2 separate regions of the Ovis aries genome follow, and region 2 is linked to region 1. The links are chromatin contacts, called in public Hi-C maps. All regions are on one chromosome and are shown on one strand. Each heading gives the region's core, a stretch centred on a gene start, on an enhancer-like site or on the middle of the called end of the contact. The rest is flanking DNA. Distances are from core to core; before and after follow the strand shown.

Region 1 (3,534 bases), core at 477-2,976:
TAAAATCCCCCTCTTTTGAAAGAGAAAATTATGGCTCACTATTTAATAGCTCTCCCAAGAGTAAAAATGATGTACACCATGGAACCAGGTCAGGAGGCCCTCATCAGCAGCTTCTGCCCAGAGCTAGACAGACTCCAGGAAGAGATGATTCTGCCTGCTAAGCACCCTTGCATGCACCACAAGCCACACAGAACAGCCTGGCCATCATGAGTACCAACACACAGCCCTCAGGAAGGAGTAATCAGTTCTGCGTGAGCTGATCCCTCCAGCCGGGGTCCAAGAGAGCCTATGCTGGGTCTGCCTCCTGGGTCTGAAATGTCATTTCCCTTCCAGATTAAAGAGCTCACGGGCAACCTCAGCAGAAACTCTCCATCCTCCAGCCTGTCACCCGGCTCAGGGGGCACAGACTCAGACTCCTCCTTCCCACCCACACCCACCGCAGAGAGGAGCGTGGCAATCTCGGTGAAGGACCAGAGGAAAGCCATCAGGACGCTGTTGGCTTGGGTGCAGAGAAAAACGAGGAAGTAAGCCCCATGCCCTGCTCCCCAGCACCCCGTGCTGCTACCAGGCAGAGGGAGGAGGGCAGAGGAAGGGGGCATCACCATGTATTCTGTTCTGCGTCCATTACGTGCCAGCGCTTCATGTAGACTCTCAGAACAGGGAATTCTGTCCTTTCCGTGTCTGCACACAAAACTGTACTCGCTCAGTGTTTGGTTTGCAGAAATCTGATGAGAGAATTTGGATAGAAATCCAAGGGGCCTTCACCACTTTAAATCCCTAAGTGGGATTGGTCCTTGGATCCTAGTAACATGGACATGTTTATTATTATGGGTTTCCAGGTGGTACTAGTGGTAAAGAACCCACCTTTCAATGCAGAAGACCATAAGAGATGCTGGTTTGATCCCTGGGTCAGGAAGATCCCTTGGAGAAGGGCATGGCAGCCCACTCCAGTGTTCATGCATAGAGAATCCCAAGGACAGAGGAGCCTGGTGGGCTACAGTTCATGGGGTCACAAAGAGTCGGACATGACTGAAGCAACTTAGCACCCTTATTATTAAGCTTCTGGGTATCTTTCAGGGTCTAAACCTACTTAAAAGCAAGTAGCAATCAAGGCTGCAACCTATCAGAGTCAGGTCTGGCCCTCCCAGCACCGAGACAGGTGAACTGGAACCAAATCCTTGGACTTGTGTTTAACCCCTGCCAGACTGGGAAGACACGCTGCGTCAGTTTCCTCTCTATGCTGCACCTATAAGATGGTGACTTACTACTCACCCCCTTATGGGGTAGTTAGGGTTAAATGAAATAAACTCTGTGAAGGCAGAGTACCAGCACTTCATAAGCACTTAGCATCAGATCCCATCTTCCCCATATATGGAGATAAAAGGTGGCAGGAAAAATAACAGATGGGAGGGAGGTTAGATCTTAGGGGTTTTGATTAAGGAGTTAAACATGATAGAGTTGATTAATGTGAACAACCATTAAATGTTTTAAAATAAATCAGAAGTGAGCTTGTTGCCAGGAGTTAGGGTGACTGTAACGGAGAAGAAGGGTATTTCAGGGGAGACAGTCTGTATGACCGCTGTGGCAGGGATCACAGGAATGGGTGCTTGAGACAAAGTGCCCTGGTGCTTCTGCCACATCTGTGACAGTGAAACCGATGGAATCCTAGTACGTGGCTATAGCCCTGGCTCATCTGTGGCTCGTAGCCCTGGACCCACATCAGTGTCTGGTTCTGATGACACTCGCCTGTAACATAAGACTCTGTGTGGAGGGAAGCAGATGATGCGTACCAAGGGCTCTTTGTACTGCTTTTGCAACTTCTTATGAATCTCCATAAATATCTAAATAAAAAGATATTTGTGTTTTTTTTTAAGAGCGTTCAGTGACCCCAGGAGGGAAATTGGCAGCAGGAAGAGGGGCTCTCGAGGGATGGAGTCTAAAGGAAATTAATACAGGAAGACCTCTCCTTGTCATTTTTAAAGTTGTAATTTTATTTCTACTAATCATGACATTAGCTAGCACTTACTGAGCGGCTTCTGTGGGGCACCTACATCACACGTGGTCCACATGGTATAGCCACTCTGGGGGCGGGTTCAACCTAATACTGCCCCATGACAGCTCTGTTTTATAGATTTGAGGCTAAGAAGGTACGTGATCTGCCCAAGGCCACAGTGCTGGAAGCACAGAGGGGCAGCCGGGGTGTGAACATGAACTTTCTGGCTCCATTTTATGACATGACACACCCGTGTTTGCTGCATTTCAAAGATCACTGATAAAAGGAATCATGTGTTAAATGAAGGCTTTATGTATCTATCTGGGAGGGGGAACTCAAGTTCCTGTTATGTCTCCTTGTGCGACATAACCTTCCTGTTCGGTTTGTCCGGAAATGGAAACACAGATGGGTCAGTGCAGCTGTCCTGATACTCAGGGCCCGGGGCATCTAGTCCTCGCCAGGTCAGCAGCTCCCGGCCCCACTCGGAGGCCAGCGAGGCATCCCTAAGTCTATTTACCCACCTGCCCTGCGGCTGCTGCTTCCCTTCAGGTATGGCGTGGCGGTGCAGGACTTTGCAGGCAGCTGGCGGAGCGGGCTGGCTTTCCTGGCTGTGATCAAGGCCATCGACCCCAGCCTGGTGGACATGAAGCAGGCGCTGGAAGACTCCATGCGGGAGAATCTGGAGAAGGCTTTCAGCATCGCTCACGATGCCCTTCACATCCCCAGGCTCCTGGAGCCAGAAGGTAGCTGTGGTCCTCTCTCTTCTCTTTCTTCATAGTTTATTTTTAACCTGTAACACCTTCTGTCCACGTGGAAATTCTGGAGAATACAGAAACATCTAATGAAGTCATTTTTATATCTCCTATATTCCTGCCGCTGACATAATTTCCCCAGTGTTTTTCCTTATATCTCAATACAATTTTTTTAACGTAATTGAGATCATTCAGGGTATGTATGACTTTGTCTCTTCCTTTTTTTTTTTTTTTCTTTAAGGCTTTTAGAACTTTTTTTTATTGTGAAATATAACAGATATGTACAAAAATGCATGAAACAAACATGCATCTTTGTGATTCTATGATAATCACATGTGAACATCTGCATGGCTACCAACCAAGTTCACAGCCTGCAGGCCCCTGTGCTTCTTCCCATTACTACCCATTTTGCTATTTAATTGTCAAGATGTCTCATATAATTTTGATTTTTTTATGTTCCACCTCTACTACTTTCTTTTGTATTAAACAAGCATTTCTACTTTTTTTTTTTAAAAAAAGGTTTTTAAAAAAACCTTTATTTTGTACTGGTTAGCAAATAATTAACAAATAATGTTGTGATAGTTTCAGCTGCACACAGCAAAGGGACTCAGCCATACATATACATGTATCCGTTCTCTCCCGAACTCCCCTCCCATCCAGGGTACCACATAATGTATATCTTCCTTTTTTTAACTTAAACATTATAATTGTGGCATAAATATTTTGCATGCTGCTAGGATGTCTTCACTATGTTTTTATTGGCTGCATAATGGTTCATCTAGTGGGCAT
Region 2 (3,534 bases), core at 265-2,764, 140 kb before region 1:
GCTCTCCTTTAACTCTTGTGAAAATCTTCAGGGAAAGGATGAGGAAGGGAGATTGGAAAGGTGGAATCTTCTGCTGCTGGGAAGCCCATGCTCCCTGCCCCAAAGGACAGAGAGGAAGATAGTGTTGGTCCCCATACTTGGAAGGACTTGGAACCTGGCTGGTCCAAGCTCCCCAAGCTCAGAACAGTGATGGGATGTCCCGGAGGCCATCAGCTGATGTGACTAGAACCCAGTCTGTCATCAAGAGAGCAGAGAGGTTCATTCGTGAACGTTCTCCACTCCCCTAAAGCCTCACACAACCCCATGAAGCAGACACTCTCCTTACTCAATTAAGGGAAGAGGAAGTCTTTGTCCACACAGCTCGTCACAGCGCTGGAGGAGGCAGAACATTACTACCTAGACGGTCCATCTCGTTGTCCTCTGCGCCAGACTCGGCTCAACCAGATAGCCCTTCCTACAATTATGCACAGATGGGGATGCACCTGGACGGAAGGCATGTGAAATCACTCGATCCCTCATCTTCTCTCTCCGTCTCCTTTCAACTTAGCAACTCACTGCTTGATGGCAGAAACTGATGTCTGATGGAGAAAACCTTTGCATCTGGAAAGCCAAAGCCCACACATGGGTCACTCCTTGGGTTAGGAGAGCCCTCCGCATTTTTAGCCAGGTTAGGAGATAAAGTCCGGCTGCCAGAGTGAGGACCGCATTTGCTCGTTAAACAGCAGGAGAGGAGTCAAAGCTACTTCCCACCTGGCCATCCTGACATCAGAGTGAGTGTGCTGGAAACCTCATCACTGCCCTCAGCTTCTATGGAAACACTCAGCGGACTAAAAGGGGCCATCATTTCTAGTGAAGTTCTACCCAGGGGACACTCGCCCTCCTCCAGGATTCTCTGAGTGCTAGGTGCCCAGCTTCACATTTGCTCCATGGCAAGCTATTAAATATTAGCTGAAAAGGACTTGGAGAAAGATGAACGCTATCTCCTTCCTGTGCTGGGAGACCTTCTCAGCAGAGGAACTTGCTCCGGGGCCCAGAGCCCTGCCCAATGCTCGTGGAGGCCACGAGCATGCTCTGCCTGCTACATGGAGCCCCACTCATTTGTGAAGATTTCTGCCTACTTTTGTTCTCGAGAGGAGAGATGCTGGCGTTAACTTAGAGAAATGGGAGAATGAACCGGGGTGAATCAAGGAAGGCAGTCCTTGGCAGGATGCGGCTCCTCCGGCCAACACAAAAGGATTCACCTGGGAAAGGGGCCAGCTCAGGAAGGGCTTTGTGAGCGGCTCCTTGGCCGGAAGCTTCTGCCAAGCCGGCCAGTGGAGTGCCAGCCAGGCCATAGGTCACTCTTGCAGGGGCATTGGCCGAGCAAGGTGGCCGGTCCCTTCTCCAACTCGGCCAGCTGTCCAGTAGGAGGTGCTGTGGCCTCCACACTGGCAGAGCTCAAACATCTGCCTCTGATGGACCCTGCACTCCCCAGGACTAGGGCCCAGTTGCCAGCCCTGCAGCTGGCAAAAGGAGCTGGTGCTTACAGGCTGCCCAGGCCAGGCCTCCCTGGCAGTCCTGCGTCCTTAGGGATGATACATTACATGATACATAGTCATCATTCTAGCGGCTGTTTACTGAGCACCTAATGTGTGCCAGGTGCTTTAACTCTGTTACTTCGCCAAAATTTCACATGAAGCTCCTGGATTAAGTATAATTATGCCCACTTTACAGATATGAAAGGCAAGGCTCAGAAGCCACATGATCAGTGAGCAACAGAGCTGGGTCTTTACAGACAGGTCCAGGCTCCTTCCACTACCCACAGAACCTCACATCTTGTCATTCCAGCTAGGTTGCCTCTCCTCTGGGATCCAGGATTTCCTCTACTGGCTAGCGCAGCCTTCAAGGGTACCACAAAAGGGATTCAAATAGATTCTGGGCCCCAGAGGGGAGAGATCAGGTTCTAAGTGGCCGCATGAGATTGGGCAAGTCATGTCCCATTTCTGATGGAACTTCAGATCTCTCATCTGTAAACATCATCTCCAAGGGCTATTGCAAGGCCAAGGGAGATGATGTCTGGAAGGGCTTTAACTTAGCCTGGAGAATCTTGAGGGGTTCTTGGAGGTGGTGATGCCTCATCTTGAACCTTAGGTCCCACTAGGGTCTGGCCTGGAGAAGCCACCTGGTGAATCCCTGCAGAACTTGTTTCTTGTGTGAATGCTTATTGAGTGTTGCAAGCTCTGGGAGTTGGTATGGACAGGGAAGCCTGGTGTGCTGCAGTCCATGGGGTCACAAAGAGTCAGACACGACTGAGCAACTGAACTGAACGGAACAGAACCTGAAGATGAGGTCCCTGTGGTCATGCTGCCTGCAGTCCCCAGCAGAGCCTTGGGCACAGGTAGGTGTTGCCTGCTCCTCATCTGCTCTATAGGCAGAAATGGAACATCACCTTACTCCAGGGAACACTTGGCAAGGTCTGGGCATATTTTTCTCATCGCAAACAGCAGAGGTAGAGGGTGCTACTGGCACCGAGTGGGCAGAGACCAAGGGATGCTGTTCAGTAACCTCTGATGCACAAGACAGTCCCCACCGCAAAGACTGACCCAACTTTGAACTTGAACTAAAGTGTCCATCTTGTTGATGGTGAGAAGCCCATTTGAGTCCAGGTTTACTGCCTTCTAGTATTTTACCGAGGGGGCAACTGAAGTCCAGAGGGGGCATCGGCTGACTGGGCTATGTTGAGGCCCACGTGTCACAGTTCTGAAGGTCCCTTTGTGAATCCTCATGACCAGATGCCCATGAGCTTGGCTCTGTGTACAGGTTGGGCATGTGTTATCTCACTGAATCCTCACAAGCAGCTTGTGAGGCTGGTACTATTATAAACCAAGCACAGAGAGGTTAGACAACCTTCCCAGAGTCACACAGCTGTAGCAAACAAAGCAGGGATTTGAACCTAGGAGTACTGGGATCCAAAGCCCATATTTTTTGCTTCACCTGGCCCACCTGTGGCAGAGTCCCCATCAGAAACACAGCAGCCTTGTTTTCCAAAATAAACAGAAGAATCCTAGAAAGGTTCTTAGGATCTTCATCCCCATTGCTCTCAGGGTCATTAATCACTGGACTCCTGCTGTTTGGGGACTTTCTGGTCCTTTTCAGGATCAGCCACCCTCATGTGGCCTTGGCCAAATGCTCTGGCCTCTCTGAGCCTCAATTTCCCCACCTGAAAACAGACTCCAGGGCCAGTGCCTACTGGGTGCTCTCTGGAATGAGATCACACATGCCTGGTCCAGCCCCCTGCAGAGGACAAGCCAGCTCTGTCCCTCTTCAAAGCCCCTCTCCTTCCTGGTAGCAGCAGTTCTGGTTCCGGCTTTGGAGTGACCTGGTGGGCTTTTCCATGGCCAGGATTAAGGAGTCTTTACATATTTGTGTGGGCGGCTGGGTAGCTGCCCTGCTTTGCTCCTGAACAAAGACGCCTCATAGCACTTTCTTCTGCTCCCGCCTCCAGGGTGCTGGGAGCTGGCTCAATGGAGTGCTTGTGCCCTTGTGAGCAGCATT

Evidence for each region. Hi-C and Micro-C count contacts between places; a contact is called where the count stands out from the background.
Region 2: a contact with region 1 is called in a Hi-C map of hypothalamus, with 3 times the contacts expected there. The contact joins two enhancer-like sites. A contact is called at or near these places in 2 of 16 Hi-C or Micro-C datasets (hypothalamus and liver).

The regions. Positions count from the first base shown.
Region 1 is chr18:57,804,208-57,807,741 of ARS-UI_Ramb_v3.0, reverse strand. CLMN (calmin) reads left to right here. Exons shown (of 14, transcript XM_042235441.2): 6 at 334-524; 7 at 2,543-2,736. Among named protein-coding and RNA genes, the nearest start is that of DICER1, 58 kb to the right of the region's middle. Within about 2 kb of position 1,726, at least 5 of the 54 cell types and tissues checked have an H3K27ac peak or open chromatin away from gene starts, as enhancers often do. A contact at or near this core is called in hypothalamus, where this site is marked.
Region 2 is chr18:57,942,876-57,946,409 of ARS-UI_Ramb_v3.0, reverse strand. No RefSeq gene overlaps it. Among named protein-coding and RNA genes, the nearest start is that of CLMN, 46 kb to the right of the region's middle. Within about 2 kb of position 1,514, at least 7 of the 54 cell types and tissues checked have an H3K27ac peak or open chromatin away from gene starts, as enhancers often do. A contact at or near this core is called in hypothalamus, where this site is marked.